Regions from separate parts of the Sus scrofa genome. Here region 2 is linked to region 1. A link is a contact called in public Hi-C data. All regions are on one chromosome and are shown on one strand. The core of a region is the stretch at or near the end of the contact, and the rest is flanking DNA. Distances in the headings are between cores, read along the strand shown.

Region 1 (6,091 bases), core at 1,132-3,631:
TGATTTACAAAATTGTGTTAGTTTCAGGTATTTTTCAGATTCTTTTCTATTTTAGGTTATTATAAATACTGAACATAGTTCCCCATACTATACAGAAAATCTTTTTTTAAATACTGACTATAATAATCAAGACTCCTTGGAGTTCCCGTCATGCCTCAGTGGTTAATGAATCTGACTAGGAACCATGAGGTTGCAGGTTTGATCCCTGGCCCAGCATTGCCATGAGCTGTGGTATAGGCCGCATACGTGGCTCAGATCCTGCATTGCTGTGGCTCTGGCGTAGGCCAGTGGCCACAGCTCCGATTAGACCCCCTAGCCTGGGAACCTCCATATGCTGTGGGTGAGGCCCTAGAAAAGAAAGAAGAAAAAAAAAAAAAAAGACTCCTCAATATAAGTGAAGTAAGTCACAAAGAGAAAGACAAATACCCTATGTTATCACTTATATCTGGAATCTAACATATGGCACAAATGAACCTTTCCACAGAAAAGAAAATCACGGACTTGGAGAGCAGGTTGCAAAGGGAGAGGGAGAGGGAGTGGGATGGACTGGGAGTTTGGGGTTCATAGATGCAAACTATTGCCTCTGGAATGGATAAGCAATGAGATCCTGCTGTATAGCACTGGGAACTATATCTGGTCACTTATGACAGAGCATGATCATGTGAGAAAAAAGAATGTATGTGTATGTGTGACTGGGTCACCTTGCTGTACAGTAGAAAATTGACAGAACACTGTAAATCAGCTATAATGGAAAAAAATAAAAATCATTAAAAAAAGAAAAGACTCTTCGATATGCTCTTTCAATCACTTACACCAGCAATGCATTACTCTGGAGCCTCTGCCTCAGCCACACAAATTCTCTATATCTTCTTCTCACACAAGACGTCTTCATTGTAAAACACATGCTATTGGTCTGTTTAAAGAAAACAAAGAAATATAAGCCTCACTTGGGGGGGGGGAATGCTTTTCTTATATCCGTAACCCAGTATATGCCCCAATATTTGCCTAAAGTAGGATTTTAAAAACCAAAAACACATGTGCACTTACGCCAGACTCAAATCCTGCACATAACGCACCCACACAGCACCCTGAAGACAGCTGGGGTGACACGAGTGAGCAGTGCTGACCCTGGAGAAGGCAGACCCCGCCCCTCCCTGAGTCCTGAAGTAGCTTCCTGCTCACTGCTCAGCCCTCCCGTCAGAGACAAGTCATAAGACAAATCTTGAAAATGATCAAAAGAGCTGGGGATCATCATCCGCTGCATCTCGACCCTACCCGTCCCTCCGTAGAGAAGCCTTTAGGCGTCAGAGATGCGATGCGCGTGGCCCCTAACGTGACATCACAGACGCCGTCGAGTCCTTGGTGTGGCCATCACCACCGATCGCACACATCACCCCGAACCCCGAACTCCCCGTGCAACAAGAGACCAGCCTCTCCCTTCTCGGCGAGACACGCGAGGGTGGAAAAAGAGGCGTGTGGCGCACGGCCCATTTCTTGGGACCCCCCAAGCTCCGGCTCCGCCGAGGCAAGTCGCCTGAACTCCAGCTCCCGGAGTGACAGAGGGCGATGAAACAGCAGCACCCCCATTCCACAGGGTGGCTGTCAGGTTTGATAACAAGGGTGTGGCACACGTTCTCTCTTAATATTATTATCAGCTACTAGGCGTGGGTGTCCTTCCCGCTCCCTCAGGGCAGACTTGGAAAAAGCCACCCTGAATCCCCACCTGAAGCAACACAGCGACGCTGCTCCTTTGCATGAACACGAGGCTGGTAAATACGTGTATTTCTCCTTCGTGTAACATGAGAGGGAGAGGCTGGTCTCTTGCGGCGCAGGGGGTCCAGGGTTCGGGGGGACGCGTGGGGATGGCTTTGTGTGACATGAGGCGTGTTCGTCTACTGGTTTCGCCTAAGAAGATCTCTATTTCGCCTATTTATATCAAAATCCTATTTCTAAATCTTCATGCTGACAAATGAGCATTTTTTTTTTTTTTGCCCCCAAGATTTATATTATTTCAAAAACTGTTACTATTCCACTACTTCATTAGGCCGCCGGCAGCCGTCTGCCGTGGGAAGGGTCAGTGCTGACGCGCATCCGTTCCTATAACCACTCCTGTGACGTGCACCGCACGGTTCCTCACATTCCTGAACTTTCCAAAATTCGACAAAACCTCAGGATGCAGGGAGGTTAAGAGACTTGCCCCCAAAGCAGTTATTGGCCTAAATCCCATCACGGATGATACGGCTGCAAAACATGCCCGGCTGGCGCTGGTGGCACAAAAACAGTGTGTGTGTGGATTTCCAGGCACACCAGGGCCTCCTTCTAATGTGCCCCTTGGGGACTCAGACACAGGCCGTTTATACCAGAATTCCTGTCCTAACGAGGCCCAGGCGGGTGTCCTCTGAGTGCTCTCTCCCCAGAGAGGAGCAGGCCGCTGCAGGGACTCCCGCATCTCAGGCACAGAGAGGCTCCAGCCCAACGTCCTTCCACGTCTCCGCCCAGAGTCACCACGGACGTCAATGACTGCACGGGACGAAGACCTGCACCAAGTCCGCCGTGCGCGGGACAAGCTCAGGGGAGTGTATTCGAAGGACGACCCACCCCTACCGCTCGCTGGTTTAAAATTCCCAGTAAACGCTAAGCCTTCAGAGTCGCCTGGTATCACATCCCTCGAGACTAATTTAGCCGGGTTCAGCACCAGCTTCTCCACCTGCAAAGCCCTATGGGTACAGCATCTCCATGAGGCCGTCTAGAACTCTCCAGCCTCCCCACGCATTCCTCACCATAGGACAACAGGTGGAAGGCTCTTTAGGATGAGATCACTAATTTACTAAGTTCCTCTAAATCTAATTGCTTCTTTCAACCATCTACCAAGCCAAGAACATTTATTTACTGTCAATTTATTAGCACTCCAAAGAAACGCCAGAGTACCAGCAAATACTCTTTGTGGAACCCATCATTTCTGGCTCTCAGTGGACATTTCTGAATTCACACCGTGTTATTTATGTAGAAGAGAAGGATCTATACTTTCATTAACTCCCCGAGGACAATTAAATTTCATGCCTATTACAAAGTGTGTCATAAGGAGCCACACATTTTTTAGAGGGAGTAAAGGGCAGTTAATGAATTTTATCTTCACATGCTTAGTCTTATACACTCACATTACTGTCCACACAGAACATGCATATCTGGTGTGACCTTACGAGCAAAGCCAGATCAAAACACAAGGTGTACCCTGGCAATGGCCTTCGACACAATCATCAACAAAGCAGTTCTGAGTTTTCACTCTATTTGCTAAACTGGGGAACTTTGAAAGAAAAGAGGGAAGAAAGGAGAAAAGGGAAGTTCTGTGGCTGGTATCTGGGTGGCCAATATACTAATTTAGCCATTAACAGTGGGAAGACTAAAGGATGGTTAAAGGGCCTCTCACTTGTGCTACATGAGAACAGGTAAAATCTGAGCCCATTTCTGGGCTCTCATGAGTAAGTCCGGACTACGTCAGAATGGACAACCTTCATGATCAAAGGCTAATAAACCATACAGAGCCTGTGGCCAAACCTGCCATTTGTCTTTACAAATAAATGTATGCTGGGACGCAGTTATACTCATCCATTTATGTATTGTTTATGGCTGTTTTCACTCGACGACAGTATAACTGAGTTGTTTGGAGAGAGTCCACATGGCCCACAAAACCGAAGGTATTTACCAGCTGGCCCTTTACAGAAGACGACTGCGGACCCTTATTCAAGATAATCTCAGGAGGCCACATGCCACCAGACACTGTTCAAGTGATTATGATACAGCATTATTTCCACATAGAGTAAATCATTTGCAGTTATTTACTTATTGTAATTACTCAGAACCTAGACGAAGGCAAAATAACTGCACATATTCACTTCCTACTGCTTGTTCGGCATATAAAACACTGCACGTCTCTCTTCCAAAGAACTCTACCTCCTCTCAAAACCTAAGATTTATCAGGCAATATAGTCTCCAGAAATATGCTATAACAGATCATAAAGACAGACCATTAATGAGCTATAAAAACTCTTTGTGAATTTTAGATGTATTCACATCTTCATACACGAAGGCAATAAACATTAAAGCATTAATATTAACAAAGGTACAATAAGGAATTCAAAGAAGTTCATTTTTTTAACTTAAGAGCCATCGAACTACTTCAGTTAAGTGACAAGCAGTGTGATCGTTCAAATTCAGTTCTTTGAATTAGAAAAAAATTTTAGAAATGTCTATCATAGTATCGCATCAAACGTACCTAAGAATTACAATGATTTCCATGAATTATTAATGGCATACTTACATGAATACATATCTCATAGTCAATATAAGAATGCCAGAAGTCCTCCTTCTGAATCCTAGGGTCTCGAACCCAGACACTTACAAATTCCTGTAAGGGCATCACAAAGAAATGTGTTTCAGGATCACAAACGGAGCTAGGAAAAGCTGAGAGAAATGGCTGGCAAGACCAAAACTGAAAAGACCTTTAACCAACGCGGCTGTACTCTTAAAAAAAAAAAAAAAAACAAGAAGTAAAGTTAATGAATCAAGCACCACAGGAAGTCCAACACTGTTGCCACAAATGGAATTTTTACAACAAGGCAAAAGGGAACGGGGTGCCCTTCGGGATGGTTTCATAGGTGAGATGGGAAGATAACGAGAAAGGTGACTCCCAAACGGATTTTAACTTTTTGTGTTTTTCATTTTTAATTATGAAAAATAGGTTCACATTTTCCCCAAGTTTTAAAAGCAGTCACTTCTTCCTTTCTTCGCGTCTCTGAGTTAAAATTATAGGCCCTGCCTGATAAATCACTGGCTAGAACACAAACCACCGAGACTGGCAAAGGTCCTGTGACAAGCAGCGCTGAGAGCTGAAAGGACTTGTACGTGCACCCGGCCTCCTGAGACGAACTCGGCTCTAGAAAGACGAGCACCTTTGACACTCTTTTCTAGTTGGAAATATACTTTCCTTTGCAGTAAAGCGTTTCAGCTTCACAGCAACCTCATGATAGAGGTAAAAGAGAAGTTAAGAAAAAATGCACAGGAGGAGTTCCCCTTGTGGCTCAGAGGGTTAAGAACCCAACTGGTATCCAGAAGGATGCAGGTTTGATGCCTGGGCTTGCTCAGTGGTTAAAGGATCTGGCATTGTCGCAAGCTGTGGTGTGGGTCACAGAGACAGCTTGGATCTGGAGTTGCTGTGGCTGTGGTGTAGGCTGGCGGCGAAGGCTCCAATTCGACCCCTAGCCTAGGAACCTCCATATACTGTGGGTATGGCCCTAAAGAGACAAAAAAAAAAAAAAAAAAAAAAAAAAAACCGACCCAGTAGATCATGTTGTTCCTTTTTAGAGATAATAAGAACAGGAAATAGGGGTAAAATTTAAAACACAATACTTTAAAAACATGCTCTTCACTAAGTTAGCTTAGTTTTAACATAGGAAAAGGTACAACAAAAATAGTTCTGTTTGGCACAACAAACTTTAAAAGTATCATTTATTCACTTGGTGATTATAACTCTGTTAACTGAATTTCATTTTAAATATTTTAATTTTTTATTGGGGGGAAGCTTCACGGCTGAAATTTTAGACATTTCTTACTGCTTTGTTTTGACACATCCGAGAAGTAGGCCATCAATGCTCTAGGGCAGAAGGGGAAGAAAGGTTATGGGGTTTTCTGGACAGAACGCCTCCATTCTGTTATGCAGATAATAAAATATTTCAGAACAGAGGACTAAGAGAAAAGGAGAAAAGTCATCCACATTCCTTTAAATAGCTTTTGCCACCTACCAAGTCTCACCTTCTAAGGTGACACTTGGTTCTCGCACTAGAGACTTCTGTTCCACTGCCTGCCTGCCTGCCCTCGGTACATATCCAGGCATTATGACTTAATGTTTCAAAGAGACTTATTTTAAAATCTTTTCATTGTGTATTTTTAAAGTCACAGAGAAGACAGACAATAAAAACAAGACAACAATATAGCAATGCTCTAAATGTTTTGGCCATTATTTCCTAAAAGCACATTCTAAATTATAAGAGGGGAGTTCTCATTGTAGCTCAGTAGGTTAAGAACCTGACTAGTA
Region 2 (6,091 bases), core at 2,692-5,191, 390 kb after region 1:
GTTCCAATTTTTCATCCTTCCTACGAAGGGCTTTCCACAACGTCACAGAGTTAATGGAAGAGCCTAAACTCAAGCCCAGGTCTCCGGACTCCCAGTCTACAGCCCTCCTTACCCCTGGACCACACCACCTGTTTCAACAGCCCAAGAAGCTAGTCTATTGGTGGAGGGAGGAAAACAGCCTCCTCCCCTGAGAACACAGCCATCTAGGGCGTCTCAGGATCTGCTGGTGGAAGCACAAGCAGATAAGCATCCTTTGGAAAAAAGAGTTTGGCAAAATGTATGAAGGATTTTAACACTGCTCCTGCACATGGACCCAGTAATTTTACTTCTAGGAATCTATCCTAAGGAATTCATATGTAGGAGATGTGGCCAAAGATGTATGAAGAAGCACGTTTAGTGGGATGCTACTTAACAGCATCCGACAGTAGGAGCTTAGTTAAGAATGCTGTGTAGGAGTTCCCGTTGTGGCGCAGTGGTTAAAGAATCCGACTAGGAACCACGAGGTTGCGGGTTCGGTCCCTGCCCTTGCTCAGTGGGTTAATGATCCGGCGTTGCCGTGAGCTGTGGTGTAGGTTGCAGACGCGGCTCGGATCCCACGTTGCTGTGGCTCTGGCGTAGGCCAGTAGCTACAGCTCCGATTAGACCCCTAGCCTGGGAACCTCCATATGCCGCGGGAGCGGCCCAAGAAATAGCAAAAAGACAAAAAAAAAAAAAAAGAATGCTGTGATCTTTTCCAATGATGGAATATTATCAAAGTCCTTAAAAATCTCAGTTTGGAAGGTTATTGACAGTATAAATATGGAGGAGACATTTATATGATCAAATGTAAAGAAAACTGGCATCCAGATAGTGTAGGTACCAGAGGAAAAAATGTCCAAATGTTAACAAAACTTAGAGGTGGGGGATGATATTACAACTAATATTTTTTTTAAGTTTGATACCCATTTCTCATGTTCCCTATAGAGGGTATAGTTATTTTATCATTAGGAAAAGATTATATTTCAGTTTTTAAACATGGTAAAAACAGTGGGTTAGAGTAAAGCCTAAAAATAAATTGCGATTAAAGGATTTAAAATCAGGAGTTCCCGTCGTGGCTCAGCGGAAGTGAATCTGACTAGCATCCAAGAGGATGCAGGTTCCTCCCTGGCCTCGCTCCGTGGGTTAAGGATCTGGCGTTGCCATGAGCTGTGGTGTAGGTCGCAGATGCAGCTTGGATCTGGCGTGGCTGTGGATGGGCATAGGCCAGTGGCTATAGCTCCAATATGACCCCTAGCCTGGGAACCTCCACATGCTGTGGGTGCAGCTCTAAAAAGATTAAAAAATAAAAAAAAGATTTAAAAATCGTCGTTTAACCTAGACTGGTCTATACACTGTAGGTCTCATCTTCAGGGTAAAACAAACAGATGCAGGGCTAATTTGTTAGGTTTCCAAGGAGAAGATGATGGATTTATGATATAAGATTTGAAAAAAGCACAAAGCAAATATTTCAAGCTAAAAAAGTTTGGCTCTAAACAGTTGACTCACTTCCATGAGCTGAGCCAGTTTCATTAAAATGTGCAGGAGCTGAGCTCTGGGAAGCCTTGCTACATGAAGTTCTTGAAAGGCCCTCTACCAGGCAGCCTTTTGGAGGCTCCGTTCTCTGTCTCTGGCCAGGGCTTGTCCTGCGTGAGAACATGAGCAACATCCATAGCTAGCAAAACCCCAGAGATGTGTTGGAACTTTCTAGGTGGGAGAGAAAGACTTACATGCCCGGAAGGGAAAAGCAGCCGAAGGGCTCAGGGTTAACATTCCGCTTTTGGAGGAGACTTTAGTCCTTGGAGGGCTTCCAGTCTGAACTTGGAGAATTCATCAACAGGAAAACAAATAGCTGGCATGCTCTGTATTTACTTTGCCTTTCTCAAGGTTGCAACATAAATTTCCCAACTTTGCAAAGCTGTTAAGGCCGAGGAGCCATTTTGTGAGTACAGGGCCTTTCCTCTGGCCTGTGTGAGCCACGTGGAGCCCCGTTTGGGGAAAATGTAGGCACCAGCCCTCAGGGCACCCAAGGCGGGCACCCACCGCTGGACTCTCTGGCGCAGACAGTGGGGGGGCAGAGGGGAGGGGTGGGGGTGGGGCAGCCGAGGGCCTGAGAACCTGAATTCTCCAAATGAGAGCAGAAGGGCTGCTTTGGAAAAAATCCGCTAATGCTGCAAGAGTGAAAGCCCTGAGACGTTCTCCCTGGATGAATTTATGGCAGGCTGACCACGCACAATCTCCAATGGGGCTTTAGTGAAGTGGTGTCTGAACTGTAATATAGCTGGATCAATCCTGGAAGCCACTCCTTCAACACCACAGGCACGATTGTGCTCTTATTCCCAACATTTCTAATTAGCGGAGCAGCTAATGCTGAAAACCACCACATATAATCCGGAAAAAAAAAAAAAAAAAAACCACCTGTCAGCGCAACATTATAAAAATTGAATATGTGTCAGAAGAGGATTTAGATTCTTTAGGTTAATATTATTTTTGCTATTAGGTAAGGAACTGACATTAATTTACTTGCTCTGTGTGATTAGGTTAATTTACTCCAGAATAATCTTGCATTTTAAAAATTAAAAATGGTGGCTCTATCTTCTCATTATCAATCAAAGTAGCAGAAGCCCTACAGAAACTCATCGCCATCTTGTACTCAATTCTATGCTTATAGGCATCAAATAAGCACTAAAAATGACAAATGACCATGCTTGCATAGATCTTCCTGTTTAAGTACCTGTGAATAACTGCCCATTTGTGAATGGTTAAACTGAATCAATTATTTTTCCTGTAAAGCAAGATAACATCTTTCATAAATAGAAATCTGCAAAGAGTTTACATCTTATATGTAATGATGCCACAGTATGTAAAAACCAAAGTAGGCTCACACACAGCAAAAGAAAGCTTAGAAGTCCATTCATTTTTTGACCTTCGCAAAGAGGAGTGCTCTTTCCATGGCTCTATAAATTGTTTAAATCCTTTAATGATTCGAATGTGCTGATAACGTTCCTGCACTTGCTGGAACTATGATTCTGTTAATACTTTGAAAATTACTTTAATTAACCTTATTTCATCTTCCAGTAGTTATAGAACACATTTATGTATTTTAAGTATGCATTCATTTGTTTCATCATTAACCTTGGATTTTACCCTTGGTAATTACGGTAATTTGTAATTTGGGTTGAGTCAGGTACTTGTGCATTAGAACAGTACACATCATGGGTCCCGTCAATGGCTGGAGTCGTCAGGATTCTTTGGTTTACAGGGACAGAGAAGTCGCGTGGAAGGGTAGAAGCAGACAGGCGTGGTTCAACAGGAAATCCCCAGCAATGGATTGTATCTGGCCAAAGACTTGGCTGGAGGAGGGGGGATTCTGAATGGCCGAGCCTGGGTCAGGCCCCCCACCCCCACAACCCACCCCACTTTGTCCTGAGATCAGAGAGGGAGGAATCTCTTCCAGACAAAGAGGTGAAAGAGGAAAATCAGTGGCCAAGCCCCAAACAGTGTCCAGCATACTTGTTAATCAGATTTACATTAATATTTAATATTTTAATACTCAGAACATCTACAGTGTCCCTGCTTCTCCTGACAACTTTCCCTCCCCGGCCTCCTTTCTTTTCTGACACATCCAGACAGCCAAGTGCTGCCAGCATGAGTCCTGGGTGTTTCATCTGTGCCACCAATTGGTCACAACTCTCAAACACCCAGGTTTCAACCCTCACTGGTTTTTCTAGAAACTTCAGTGGTAGGCAATTCAACACACCCTGCCACGGGCACTGTGAGCCACAGTGCTGGCGATACCAAGCTTCTTGCCCTCAGGGAGTTACCGGGGGCCAGGGCCAGAGCTCAGGCGCAGAGCTCATAAGCAGGTGGGCAGCGGCAGGAGTGATTTGTGAGTGTTCACGCTTGGTCTGTGAAGTGCCGAGGCAGGCCAGAAGAGGGCGAGGGACCCCGCCAGAATCACGGATGTTGCAACACCACTCTCTTTTCCTGATTTGGCTGTGCGATTACAATTCTCAGTTCTGCTTTTCTCTTTATTAACGTGTTCTTCATTTTGCACACGTCATTGCCAGAAAATGGTATCATGGGAACCACTGAAGATATCCTTAATATCTTAACTATAGTGTTTCATAGATGTGAACGTGTCGTTGTTAGAAGAATCAGTGCTTTCAGCGAGCACAGTTCTGTCCTTTTTTTTTTTTTTTTTTTGGTCGTTTTGTCTTCATTTCTAGGGCTACACCTCTGGCATGTGGAGGTTCCCAGGCTAAGGGTCTAATGGTGGGAGCTGTAGCTGCCAGCCTACACTGCAGCTCATGGCAACGCTGGATCCTTAACCCACTAAGTGAGGCCAGGGATCGAACCCGCAACCTCATGGTTCCTAGTCAGATTTGTTTTGCTGCACCACGAAGGGAACTCCAATCTTTCTGGGGTTTTGGTGTTTTTTTTTTGTTTTGTTTTTGTTTTTTTAGGGCTGCACTCATGGCATATGGAGGTTCTCAAGCCAGGGGTCCAATCAGAGCTATGCCACAGCCACAGCCACAGCAGATCCAAGCCACATCTGCGACCTCCACCACAGCTCATGTCAACGCTTGATCCCCAACCCACAGAGCGAGGCCAGGGATCGAACTCGTGTCCTCATGGATGCCAGTTGGGTTCACTAACTTCTGAACCATGATGGGAACTCCCCTTCTGTTTGTTCTGATGCTCAATCATTTTCAAGTCTTGGTCTACAGTCAGCCCTGTTCTTAGTGGAAGATGACTGGATTCCCACGAAGACCATGGAGGAAGCAGAGTGGGACAGGGGAGTTTATGACATGTCAGGGGGTGAGCTATTCAAAGACACTTGCCGCCTTGATGGTACATCTCCACCTCACGCTGCTGGCACAGTGGAGAGGGGTGCCCAGCAGAGGCAAGAAAGGTGTCATGTGAAAAGGAAACCTGGGTGGGTAAGTGTTTGGACCAAGCCCTTCCTTGTCCAGGCAACTTTGCTTCTGCATCTAAGGCTGCCTGGTGGGGGGCCGGGGTGAGGGAGGGGCCCCACCGAAATGCAGGACCTCCTCAGGTCAGGGAAAGACCTTAGCGATCCTTTGCTCTTGTGTTACGGATGCTCAGGAAGTTTGTGACAAGTTCATGATCAGAGAATTAGGGCAAGTCCCCCCGGCTCCTGGGTGGGTGGGAGAATGGACGCCTTCGTGGACGCTCTCATCTTTTCTTGTCTGTTACTATGTATGGATCAGTAACTAACACACGACCCCAAACCACAGTGGCTTAACACAGCCCAAGTGACATCTTGGAACCATTTAAAGTCAGTGGCTGGCGGACACTTTCCACGCCCTGACTCAGGGATACAAGGCTCTTTCGCTCTGTGGCTCCCCCATGCCCAAGGGGCTCGAAGTTATTTGTTGGACTGAGACAGGGAGAGAGGGGGAGTCAAGGATTGTGTGATGGGCAGGCCTGGAAGGGGGGTACCTCACTTCTCCTTACATTCCACTGGCTGGAGGGCCCGTACGAGGCCGCCTTCCTGCAAGGGAGGCTGGGATAGGTAGTCCAGCTCTGTGCCCAGGAGTCTTTGCAGGTGAATGGACTAGGGTTTGGATACTGGCTGTGTGACCTTGGGCAAAGAATTAATCTCTTTTAGCTTCAGTTTGCGCAGCGTGGTATGGGGACAACTGGTGGGGGCATTGTGAGGCTTAAATGGTTATAAAATGTCCCAGTACAGTCCCATCTTGATTTTCCAAACCATTAGGACTAGATGGAGTGGGAGGAGGAGGAAACAGGCTGATTTCCTGCATCTTCTTTGGACCAACCCCCGGTGCCCAAACGGCCAGGCAGGGCCCAGCTGAGTCCAGAAGGCAGGCAGGCCCCATTTGCTACTGAGAGCAGTGGCACGGTTTTCTTTCTCTGGCTAAATGTCAACCTAATTCATTCTAAATGACCTCTGACTTTGAAAGGACAATAAAAACAATAACCCACAAGCGCCTATTTTATTTGATTAATAAAAATTCACTTAGCATGTGGTTCCTGCATGAGAATTTTAAGCCTCGTGCTCACTCTGAGACTGTCACATTTATTTTCTTTG

Evidence for each region. A called contact is a pair of places that touch in the nucleus more often than the background predicts.
Region 2: a Hi-C map of retroperitoneal adipose tissue shows a contact between it and region 1, with 5 times the contacts expected there. The contact joins two enhancer-like sites. A contact is called at or near these places in 3 of 5 promoter capture datasets (fetal liver, fetal skeletal muscle and liver), 25 of 47 Hi-C or Micro-C datasets (adipocytes, adipose tissue, alveolar macrophages and 17 more) and 1 of 2 datasets of contacts at active chromatin or transcription factors (skeletal muscle).

Annotation. Positions count from the first base shown.
Region 1 is chr18:46,074,975-46,081,065 of Sscrofa11.1, forward strand. It overlaps SNX10 (sorting nexin-10), which reads right to left. Exons shown (of 7, transcript XM_021079049.1): 3 at 4,319-4,405; 4 at 813-913. Among named protein-coding and RNA genes, the nearest start is that of SNX10, 65 kb to the right of the region's middle. Within about 2 kb of position 2,382, at least 4 of the 83 cell types and tissues checked have an H3K27ac peak or open chromatin away from gene starts, as enhancers often do. A contact at or near this core is called in fetal liver and retroperitoneal adipose tissue, where this site is marked.
Region 2 is chr18:46,459,755-46,465,845 of Sscrofa11.1, forward strand. No RefSeq gene overlaps it. Among named protein-coding and RNA genes, the nearest start is that of MIR148A, 48 kb to the left of the region's middle. Within about 2 kb of position 3,942, at least 15 of the 83 cell types and tissues checked have an H3K27ac peak or open chromatin away from gene starts, as enhancers often do. A contact at or near this core is called in fetal liver and retroperitoneal adipose tissue, where this site is marked.